Regions from separate parts of the Triticum aestivum genome. Here region 1 is linked to region 2. A link is a contact called in public Hi-C data. All regions are on one chromosome and are shown on one strand. The core of a region is the stretch at or near the end of the contact, and the rest is flanking DNA. Distances in the headings are between cores, read along the strand shown. Region 1 holds the start of LOC123092689 (mitogen-activated protein kinase kinase kinase 1). Region 2 overlaps LOC123092686.

Region 1 (5,746 bases), core at 323-2,822, 190 kb before region 2:
ATGTTGAAGATGATTCAATTACTATTTACTAGGCTAGGCATCTGTATTTTGCTACGCAATAGTTCTTAGGAGTTAAAATTGTGGCCAGTGAGCTTCTAATCAAACAGAGGATCACTCTACACAACTCGGGTTGATCAAGGCTTCTGGACATACCCTAGGCCTAGGTTATCTGAGAACGAACATAGCAAATTGAGCTCTTAATCTTAAGCATAACGTTAACAGCCAGCATATAAGGAACGATGAATTTTCCTCTGAAGAGTTGAGAGAACTTACTCGCTGATCCCCTCATAGACCGTCCCAAAGGAGCCACTCCCCAAGAGCACGCCTCGACTCCACGACCGGATCTTCCTCTTAAACCTCCCGTTGGGCGAGATGTAGAACATAGACTCGGTTGTCTCATCGTCGTTTGTCGTGGATATCGAGGATGTGCCTGTGAATTCCTCGGAGCTCTCCCCCAGCCTGAGATCTTCCAACGTCAACACTTCCGCCGCATCCTCGTCCTCGGCATCCGGGTCTCCAAAGTCGGGGACAGATCTGATCGCCTGTGGTTGCCCTTGCTCCTCTGGCGCGAAAGACAGCAGGAGATCCCACGTGGAACCAACCTGGGCGGCGGGCGGCAGCGCCATCGACGGCGGTGGCTTGAGCATCACCGGCGGAGGGCGCACACCCTTAATCCCTCCCTCGCAGCCTGGTTTCTTCACATCCGGACGGGCTGGCTCCGGCGGATCCAACCATGCCGGCCGCACTGGCGCCTCAACCGGCGGGTCCCTGGCAGTTTCCTTGGCCGGGAGCTCGAAATCAGCGTCCGCGGGCAAGGTCGGCTCCTCGACGGCCTCGTGGCGGAGCGGGGACTCCCGCACGGGGCGGTCGGGCTGCGAGCGCGCGGAAGGGGAGCTGGAGGCGGAGGAGGAGGCGGAGGAGCGGAAGGCCTTGTGCGCCTCCCAGTCGGTGAGGGAGATGGCGAAGTCCTCGGGGCCGGAGAGGCCGAGGTTGCGGCAGAGGAGCTGGACGTCGCCGCCGCCATCGCCGCTGCCGCCGATGCGGAAGCTGCTGAGGTCGACGGAGCTGGCGACCGAGGGCGCGGCGGAGGCCGAGGCCGAGGAGGCCCGCGACGGGGACGGCGGGTAGCTGCAGAAGAGCTTGGCGGGGTCGTACTCGTAGCCGATGTTCTTGGACGCGTTGCGGCGGTCCAGCCGCGGGCCGCGCTTGGACGAGCGGCACGAGCCGGACGGCGAGGTGGACGTCGCGGTGTCCTGGGACGGCCGGCCCATCAGCGGCGCCTGCTCATGGGGTGCGGCGGCGCTCCGGGACGGGCGGGAGGAAGGGGGGGAAAGGCGATGAGGGGAAGAGATGAGGGCTCTCTGGCAGGCTTTGGGAGTGGCGCAGGAGAGGAGACGGCAAGGCGAGGTGCGGATATTTTTTTCGGCCGCGAGGTTGGGTTTTTTTGGTGGGCGAGGTGGGAGTGGGAGGGGAGACGAGTGCGTTGTCGCATTGACTCGCACCTTTCGCCTTTGTGGTGGCGCCCGGTGGCCGTGGGGGCGGCACTCGCGGCGCGGAGCTTCGCCGCAGTCGCCGTCTGGCCGGCTGGCGGAGGCGCCTTTTGGTCGCCGGGGAGCAAGGCGGTTACTTTGGAATGGAATGGGTGCGATGCTGGCGTGTGGGCGGACGTGTGACCCTGGGCTGAACCTTCGTCGGGTTGCCGTGTGTGCCTGCTTGCTCCTCTTGCCAAGTCAGCACACGGTAACCAGCGTACTTCTACTATCTTTGCTTGAGATATAAAATCACACAGGCAGCATCATGTCCCAAGAAACATACAGTGAATTGTCTGGTGTCACGAAATCGAACGACCCTCGCGTGTATCTTTCGGGCTCTCTGCCACTGCAAAGTGCAGCATTCCTTAATTAATACGTATAAAAGCTCTTGTGCATGGCTAATGGCTCGATGACAATACCCAAAACATAAATGACACCCATACACATTCTTTGGTTCACTGTTGACCCTGGCACGAACACGCCCACGTGAGGTTGAGGTTTATGTAAGAGAAAAATTCGCTACAGGTCCTCACACTTGTCGCGTTGGCCGCATTTCTCCTCGTACATGCAAATACTCAAAATACAGTCCTACAACTTATCTCAGGTGGTCATCTACGATTCAAAATATCATTTCCTCTACGTATCTGCTGACTTGGCCGTTGACTGGCGAGTCCACGCGGGCTTTGACCACCAGCTCATCAGAAGACGCCCTGGGCGGGGGGGTTCGGGGGAATATGAGGGGGTTTATTGCAAAAACGCCTGGCAATAAAACATCGGCCACCTGGTCGGACCGATCCATCCACCTGGTCGGACCCGACCGGACCGAGTCGCTCTGCTCCCCTCCCCTGTTCGTCGTCGCTGCCGAGGTGCTCCCCTCCCCTCGCCGGGCGTGGCGATCTGTGGCGACGCCTGCCATGAGCTCGTCGTCGGACGCCGAGTCGCCGCCGTCTGCTCCGTTTGGTAGGGGCCTGTGTGACGTTCCTCTCGCTCCCTCTCGTCGTCAGGATCATGCCGAGCCGCCGCTGTATGGTACGTCGCCGTCGTCGGCACCTTCTCTGCCCGATTTGTCCGTTTTAGCTGGGGGAAAGAGTGCGCGCCCTACTCAATTGCGCATACGGGGTAGGGTTTAGGGTTCTTGGCCATCTTTTTTTGTCACGGGTTTAGGGGTGCACATGTAGGGTTTTAGTTGTGGATGGTGAAGTTAGTGGCAGATGCAAATTAGGGTTTCATTAGGCCTTTTGATAGGTTATTTGTAGATGAAATATGGTTGTACAGAGGTAATTAAGGTTTTGATTGCTCGAATTGTTAGGCAAAGTGGATGCCCTGTTTTTTTGGCCGTCAATGTTAGCTTAAATTAGGTTACATGCGTCGACCATATGTTGTTTTGTTAATGAGATGACTGTGTGTTTGCCAGATCCACCAAAGGAATGGGCTTTTGGACATGAAAGATCATACATTTGTTTACTTGATATGCCATGAATGCCATCATTTTGTTCTGGAAATGTCTGAACTTTCAGTTATCTATTTCTGAACCTGTATCTGATACATTTGTCTACATTGTCTATTTCTGAACCTGTATGAAAATTGACATTTTGGTTAGATTGGTGCACTTACACGGAGCATATTTGTAGTAAAGATGCTTTCAAATAGCATGGTTGGGTCATGTCTTCAAGTGGCTAAACATTTTTTGTCTGAACATTGACAGTTTTGTTATTACTGACTGAACATTTTTTTGTCTGAACATTGACAGTTGTGTTAGACTGGTATAGTTACATTGTGTCAATTTCCTAGATCAGATGATCTCAAATAGCATGGTTGTGTCATTGTGCAGTTGCATTGTCTCTTCATCTCTGTTATTACTGTCTGTTGTTGCATTGTGCAGTTGCATTGTCTTCATCTCTGTTATTACTGTCTGTCTGAAAATTTTAGATTTTGTCATTTCATTTGTTTTGCAGGCCCCCTAAGCAACCATTTCTCTGCTTAGGTCATACATGGTGGCTATTTTCTATGTGCAGGCAAGCATGGGGGTTATCACAAGGGCCACTCCATTTGGTATGAAAACTGTGATATAGATAATTGGACACCTATAGTTGTTGCCAGTCTGGTGGAGGAAATTGGGTATGAGTTTGTGGGCAGGATAAGGGCTTACTGGTGTGTTCCTGGACTGACAGTCTATAAGAATGGCTTAAGAGAAATTAAGTTAGGGGACAACACAATGACAGAGAACATGAAGGATTGTGTTCTGAATGGGAACCATTTCCAGCAGATATTTCTTGATCATGATGACAGCATGAGGTCATATATTTCCCCTGTTCCAGTTTATTCTGATGATGAGGATCCTCCTTTGGCCAAATTCAGTGGCCTAAGGCCTAAGGAGGAGCAAGTGCAAGAGGAGCAGTCACAGCCAGTGCAGGAGGATCATTCTGACCAAGTGTAAGAGGAAAATGCTGAGCAAGTGAAAGAGGAGCAGGCTGAGCAAGATCAGTTGTATGATGCAGAAAGTGAGGAAGAGTCAGAAGAAGAGGAGTACATACCAGGGCCTCCTCAGCCAGGAGAATATGTTCATATATTTCAATTTGAGTTCAGGGGCAGAAGGAAAACCTGTAGGGTTTTAAACATGGATGCAGAAGATGGAATTGGTGATTCAGCAATGAGATCTTCAGCAATTCATGATTCTGATGAAGATTTCAATCCACAACTTGTTGATTCAGATATTGATCTGCAAGATGATGATGACTTGTTTGACAGAAATGTTGATTGTGATAAAGGTAAAGGTTTAGCAGTCCAAGAACAACCTGATGATCCTGTTGAAGATGTGGACCTGTGTTTGCCTTCTTCTGACGAAGATAAGGTTAAGCTCAATTTCAAAAGTTTCAGAGAAGAAGACCTGTCTAAACCAGAGTTCCAAGTGGGACAGACATTTGCAAGTGTTGAGTTACTGAGGAAAGCTATCAAAGAGTACAACTGTAGGGAAAGGGTTGACATTAAGTGCCCCAGAAATGATAGGAAAAGACTGCAAGCCATTTGTGAAGAAGGTTGCCCTTGGTCTTTGTTTGCATCATTTGATTGCAGAACAAAATGCTTGATGGTCAAGAAATACAATCGAAAGCATACTTGCATAAAGAAATGGTCTGTGAAGTCATTCACTGTTCCCTTCATGGCAGGAAAATACACTGATTCTTTCAGAGCAGATGAAAACATGAACATGAAGAATTTTGCAAGGGTGGTTCAGAAGGACTGGAACATGAAGCTACAAGGAGCAAACTTAGAAGGGCTAAGAGGCTAGTCAAGAAGGTCCTTGAAGGAGATGAATTAGAGCAGTACAACAGCATGTGGGATTATGCACAAGAAGTCAGAACATCAAACCCAGGTAGCTCTTTCTATGTGGGTGTCAATGATGGCATATTTGGAAGTTGCTATTTTTCTCTGGATGCCTGCAAAAGGGGTTTCATGCAAGCCTGCAGGCCTGTCTTATGTTTAGATGGATGTCACCTGAAGAGCAAGTATGGAGGTGTTATGTTGTGTGCTGTTGGGATGGATCCCAATGACTGCATTTACCCTCTGGCATTTGCAGTTGTGGAGGTAGAGAACACTGATACATGGAAATGGTTTTTGTCAAACCTGAAGAGTGACTTGGGAATACTCAACACAGAACCATGGACTGTTATGTCAGACAAACAAAAGGGGCTGATCAAGGGAGTGAGGCAGCACTTTCCTGATTCAGAGCACAGCATTGTGTCAGGCATATATGGCAGAATTTTCAGCAAACACACAAAGGAGATGTACTGAAGAACCAGTTATGAAAGTGTGCAAGGAGCACAACACCTGAACTGTGGGCTGCAAACATGGAGGAGCTAAAGGCCATGAGCTTGGAAGCCTACACATGGCTTGAGCAACTACCACCAAACACTTGGGTGAGGGGTTTCCAAAGAGAATTGCCTAAGTGTGATATCCTTCTGAACAACAACTGTGAGGTTTTCAACAAATATATCCTTGAGGCTAGGGAGATGCTGATCAGATCAATGGTTGACAAGATCAAAACCCAGCTTATGGTCAGATTCTACAATAAAAGAAAGGAGGCAGAGAACTGGCCTGGCTCTATATGCCCAAAAATAAGGAAAAGAGTTGAAAAGAATATTGAGCTGTCAGCTACATGCATGGTTTCAGGGGCTGGTGATGGCATTTTCCAGGTTGACAACAAGAACCGGACATAC
Region 2 (5,424 bases), core at 1,037-3,536:
GCGGCTAAATCTGTACCCGTTTGCACTAAATATACTGTTGCGGGGGTGGGGCTTCTTATCTTCAAGGCTTCAATTTCTGAGGACACGAGATGAACTCTTTCCTTTAGCGTACTCAAATGATTGTTGAAGGTGGATAGTCTTTTTTGATGAACAAGAGAGTAGAACAAATAGGAAGCAACAAGAGTACCAAACTAGGACAGGTGAATCGGTTTTCCTTATCTATTCTACAAGTGTTTGTTATTTCCCGTTTTCACTGGTAAGGCAGCCCACGGAACAGGTATACGACCGCACACAAACATGTATATCCCCATGATATACCAACACATTATAGATAAAAACAAAAATAGTAATAAGTCTATACATCCCTAAATATGTGAATCTTGGCGCAAATCAACGACACAGAATCCGTGTGCCCCCGCACTTGAGTGCCCTAAATCCTTGTCCCCGCGTTCATCATTGTTTGTTAGGCTGACTGAAGGAAAATCTTCTTCCACTATATTGTCAATGGTCATGACTCCAACATGGGTCACTGAACGAAGATCCGATTGAGCATATGTGGATGGTAAAAGGGACAACAATGTTGGAGTGTAATATTTAAACTTATTTAAATTAGGATTAATGTTGTATTCGAACATTTGAACTATTTCTAGGCTATATATGCGGCTATTTGAGCATGCGGACTTTTAAAAAAATAATTAAAGCCGGATGTATGCGGATAGCATTGGATGGCCGGCTCCGACATCTGCGTCCGCGGCCCGGTTCTGTATGTGGACGGATGCGAGAGCAAATTACCCCTAATAACTTTAGGTATGTAACACGAGATTCTAGGTCTTTCCAGACCCTCCTTCTGTCAAAGAAAATAATTAAAAAAAAGAATGGTGACGTTTACCGGCAGGACTCGATCTGGAGAGTCTCTGGCACGCAGTCGATGATCCAATCCAATGGACAGGCATCGATCTGCCCGGACGCGACGTGCAGTTTTATACTCTTGCTGACTCGCTGCTGCTGTCAAACGATTTTACCCACACTAGACCAAACAAGTTGGCCGTACTGGCACGGCAAAACTCTCGCGGTTACTGTCGTCGCATCTATTGCCAGCTCGTTACACGCACCTGCACGTCTCCGCAGAGAATATTTTCCAGCCTCCTGCTGAAGACACGTCCTTTCGATTAACAAGTCCCTGACCGTGGCATAGGAAATCTTACAGTCTTACAGACCAGTTGACCGCTGGTCTCGGGGCCTGAATTGGTCGTTCGTGCCCATCAGCACGGGAAGGTGATCATTACCTGGTCTCTCGGCTGCTAGGGCAGTTAATTAGGACCTCTTGTTGTTTTGCGGGAAATTTCTAGAAGTTTAATCCTTAGTTTTTTTTCTTTGTAGGATTATAATTTTTTTTAATTTTTTTTTATTTATTCATCTTCAATCATGGCAGTACAACGAATACCAGAAATAATAAAAATTACATTCAGATCCGTAGACCACCTAACAAAGATTCTTGATGCAAAATGCACACGAATGGTTCCCAAGAACATATTACTGTATAAAATGGTGAAGAAGGAGCATTACATGGAGCAAACACAAACGCCCGGAAAGCGCACGCACACAGAGGATAGAAGATGGCCATTCAGAGAAGAATGCTGCCAAGTGCTGAAGGGAAGCCACCTGGAAATCGACGAACGAAAGCACAAGTTAGCGGCAAGGTCGCATGGAGAAACGCAAGACATGTCAAGCGGAGGTGCGGGAGCACAGAAGGTGGACGAAAAAACTAGCACACAATGCCACGCGCACGCACGGCGAGGTCAAGATAGCGGCGGGGCTAGGAACTAGAGTAGGAAACAGAGAAGGATGAGGATTCACTGTATGGCATTCTTGACAAAATGAAATCTCTTGAAAATAGTAACAAATGTGTTTCTCCGAATCTGAGCATACAAAAAAAAAAATACTAGTTGTATACCACAGCAGCTCATGCAAATGTGCCATGCCACGGGGGAGGACCGGACCGGAGGACGCATCAACAGATGCTCTGCTTCGTTCTGCCGATCGAGCCGGATCGGACCGAAAGGCTCCTCGGCGCGTCGTCATCACGATTTGGAAGACAGTACGTGTCCGTTCCACGCTAGGCCGAAGGAAGGAACGCGCTGAAGAGAAGGGAGGAGCAGGCCGCCAGTAGTTCGTGGAAAGCGACCCGGGAGATTTCCAAAGTGGAGCTGTCAACACAAGACGGTGCTCCACTTGCCGCTCCGCCCCGCTTGGGTGGGTGTCCGTACGGGACGGAAGGGAAGGAGTGCCATCCAGCTCATTTGTGATTTGTTGGATGAGTCATCATGGGACCATGGGATGGGATGGGAAGAGCATAGCATAGCATGGTACCGACTACCGTGCAGCTTTTTTTTTTTTTTTTGAGAACTGACTACCGTGCACCTGTGCGACGCGGCAGCACCGAAGCACGGTAGGCAGGCCCATGCGCCACGGGACCAAGACGTGAGATGGGAGTGGGACATGAGGGGTTGTTCTTGTACGAAGGCGTTAGTTTAGGGCCCGTCCGGACTCATGCAGTTGCAGTCCGGACGTGTTATGCTATTCAACGTGGTTGGTCCGTTAGACGATACAGACATACTACGAGGCTTTGTGGGTGTCTTGCCACGCCCGCGTCTGACCATCCTAACCCATAAAATCCCCTCTTTTGACCGCGTGCATCGCCAGTTGCCTGCATTCATGTCGCCGGAGAGCGGCCACTCCGCATTGATGCTGGTACAGAATGAACATGACCTCTCACTGGCGCTGACATTGAAGCGGCGCGTCGGTCTAGAGCACCGTCCACTGCACGTTCGGCTGAACACACCTCTTCGCCGCATTCAACCGGCTTCAGACTGCCCCGTCTACCTCCATTGAACTTGTGCGTGTGCCGAGAAATCTACTCCGGACACACGTCCGTCCGCGAGTCGTCCAGCATTAAACACAACGCCTGTTGGCTCCTCGCATCCGCCCGCTATTTAAACGAGGCCAGATGTTGGGCAAGAACCGCACCACATCTTCGCTCCCCATCTCCTCTTTGCACCATATTCTTGCCAATCTACACGACATCCAGCGAGGAGGAAGAGGGGTTCTCCGGCATAAAAGCCGACTACGTGACCCGCCGAGCCCGTCTGATACTAGCTAGGCAACTTGCTACTCCAGCTCCCTCGCCGCCCCAGGCCGTCAGTACCATGGGCGAGGCTGCAGGCGGGCAAACGGAGGAGCAAGCCGCCACTCCAAGCTAGCCCCTAGTGTAACAACTCACCGCTCCAACCAGCTCGCAGAGGAGTAGCCAGTTGCTCCACGCCGGCACACACAGTGGCACGGGCACGGTGGCTGCCATGGATGCGGACGTGTCGTCACACTCTTCCCGCGCCAAAGGTTGTACCAGCTGCCGCAAACGTTGGCGCGTAACCGCGCCTTGCAGGTGGAGGCGCCCAGCACGTTCGTGGTCACCGCCGACACCGATGAAAAGTAGATCATGGGAGGCAGTCGCCGCTTGGGTCCCACGATGGCCAATGCCACCGCGTCGCCGGCATACACAACCGGTGTCTTGCTCGGTTCAACGCAGAACATTGTCGACCCCCGCCTCGGCTTCACGGAAGCGGATGAGCCACTCTTCCCCTCCGGCTGAAGCATGACCACTCTGATGAGTGGCGCAACCGCACATAGGCAAGATATGGTGGAGATGGAGGCCACGGAGGCGAAATTATACCTCCAGAGTCGGACGAGCTCCGCTTTTAGTTGAAGTATGTCCGAAATGTAATGAATATCGTCCGGTTTATATGAAATATGAAATACACCGTGTTTGCATGAATTTCATCCGGTTAGTTCAAACAGTGGTTGAAATGTATGCAAGCAGCGTTGGATGACCGACTCTCGCATCAGTGTCTGCAGACTGGTCCCCTCCTATCCGCGGACAGATGCCAGAGCATATTTGCGGGTTAGCATTGAAGATGCCCTTATGTTTACCAACCACGGGACCAATGTAAATTTTTATTATATTTAGGATGCTTTGTAGTCGAGTGAACTTTTACAATAGACCCGGATCTTTTTGAAAAAGAAGGCAAACCCAAGGTTCCAAAGCTAGCAATAGGTTCGTAGATCAAGGCTTCTCATCTTTTTGGATGGGCGACTCAATGCGCTTTCAAAAAATATTATTGATAATGTTTGTGCGGGTGAAAGAGCAACAACATCATTTCCAAGAGATTCCGTATAGCATAGATTGATACCACAAAGATGTTTCCAAAAGATTTCATTGGATTTCTTAATCATATGAGTTACTTTGTTACTTTGTATTTTTTTTGAATCTTATATTCAAATCAATGTACCTGTAACTGTTACAAGCATGAATAAAGTTACAAGTGTTCCTCAAAAAAGAAAGTGTTACAACATTGGATAGAGGACCCGAGTGAAAAGGGAACTTACAAGCAAGCCCTCTAGTTTTACATTCAAGACCTCATAAAAGAACTAAAAATACAATCAAGTCTTTGATCTACCAGCGACCTCACCGGAGATAGCATGGCCACCATCTCCAGCCACGTCCTCGCCAACAAAAGGCAAGGAGAAGTACCTAACAAGGGTGGTGCTTTGTCAATGGTCATGGCAACGGAAGACATTTTTACTAGCGGCGTGCTGCCTGTTTTGGCCGGGTTGGAACCATCCCGTCCATGAACAGAACTGACATGTACACATCACGCATTCCACCAAAGACGGAGGTAAATAAATTACAGCAAAACGAGACCAAGCAAGTTTGACATCTGATTGTATTTGTAGAGCTAGATCTCAAAATAACTGAATAGTTCAAACTCTTTCCAATCTCTGAGTGTACTGCGCGCATCACCATTGTGAGAGTGATAGAGAAAAACAGGCACCTGAGCACACTAGTTTTATTTGGATGAACATGTATAAACTTGTTAGAATCATCAGCTACACCACACTATAAATTAAGATGACAACATGCATTTACATTATACAGGAATACACAGTGGATGTCTGGAAACATCAGCATTGCCCAATCATGGACCATAACTTACCACTGAGCTACTACAGATATGAGCTGTGAGTAAAAATGGGTCGCCTCGGCCAACTCTAATCAAGCTATAGCAAAAATACTCTGCCGCCTCTCATCCAAACCATATTATTTAACTCTATACTTCTAGGCAATCGTCTGGTCTATAACCTTCTCGCGCCTATCACCGAAACGGCTGCTTTGTGCTAACAATTCGATGCCTTCAGGTGACATCGAAAGTGCAGCAGAACTTAAGTAATGTCTTGACTGACGACACCTGCAGCACACAAAGAACAGCAGTCAGTGTTCGTTGGTGCTGTCTTCCTGAAATTTTGAACCCTGATAATGCAAATGGCACATGATGTTCACGCTAAAAGTTGGATTAAGGGATTACAGAG

What was found. Hi-C and Micro-C count contacts between places; a contact is called where the count stands out from the background.
Region 1: a contact with region 2 is called in a Hi-C map of leaf, with 7 times the contacts expected there. The contact joins the promoter of LOC123092689 here to the enhancer-like site in region 2. A contact is called at or near these places in 4 of 5 Hi-C or Micro-C datasets (leaf and an unstated tissue) and 1 of 1 datasets of contacts at active chromatin or transcription factors (leaf).

What each region holds. Positions count from the first base shown.
Region 1 is chr4B:455,759,067-455,764,812 of IWGSC CS RefSeq v2.1, reverse strand. It overlaps LOC123092689 (mitogen-activated protein kinase kinase kinase 1), which reads right to left and starts at 1,572. Exons shown (of 9, transcript XM_044514509.1): 1 at 274-1,572. The coding sequence starts at 1,271.
Region 2 is chr4B:455,565,718-455,571,141 of IWGSC CS RefSeq v2.1, reverse strand. LOC123092686 reads right to left here. Exons shown (of 18, transcript XM_044514507.1): 18 at 4,922-5,303. The coding sequence ends at 5,174. Among protein-coding and RNA genes, the nearest start is that of LOC123092686, 16 kb to the right of the region's middle. Within about 2 kb of position 2,286, at least 7 of the 8 cell types and tissues checked have an H3K27ac peak or open chromatin away from gene starts, as enhancers often do. A contact at or near this core is called in leaf, where this site is marked.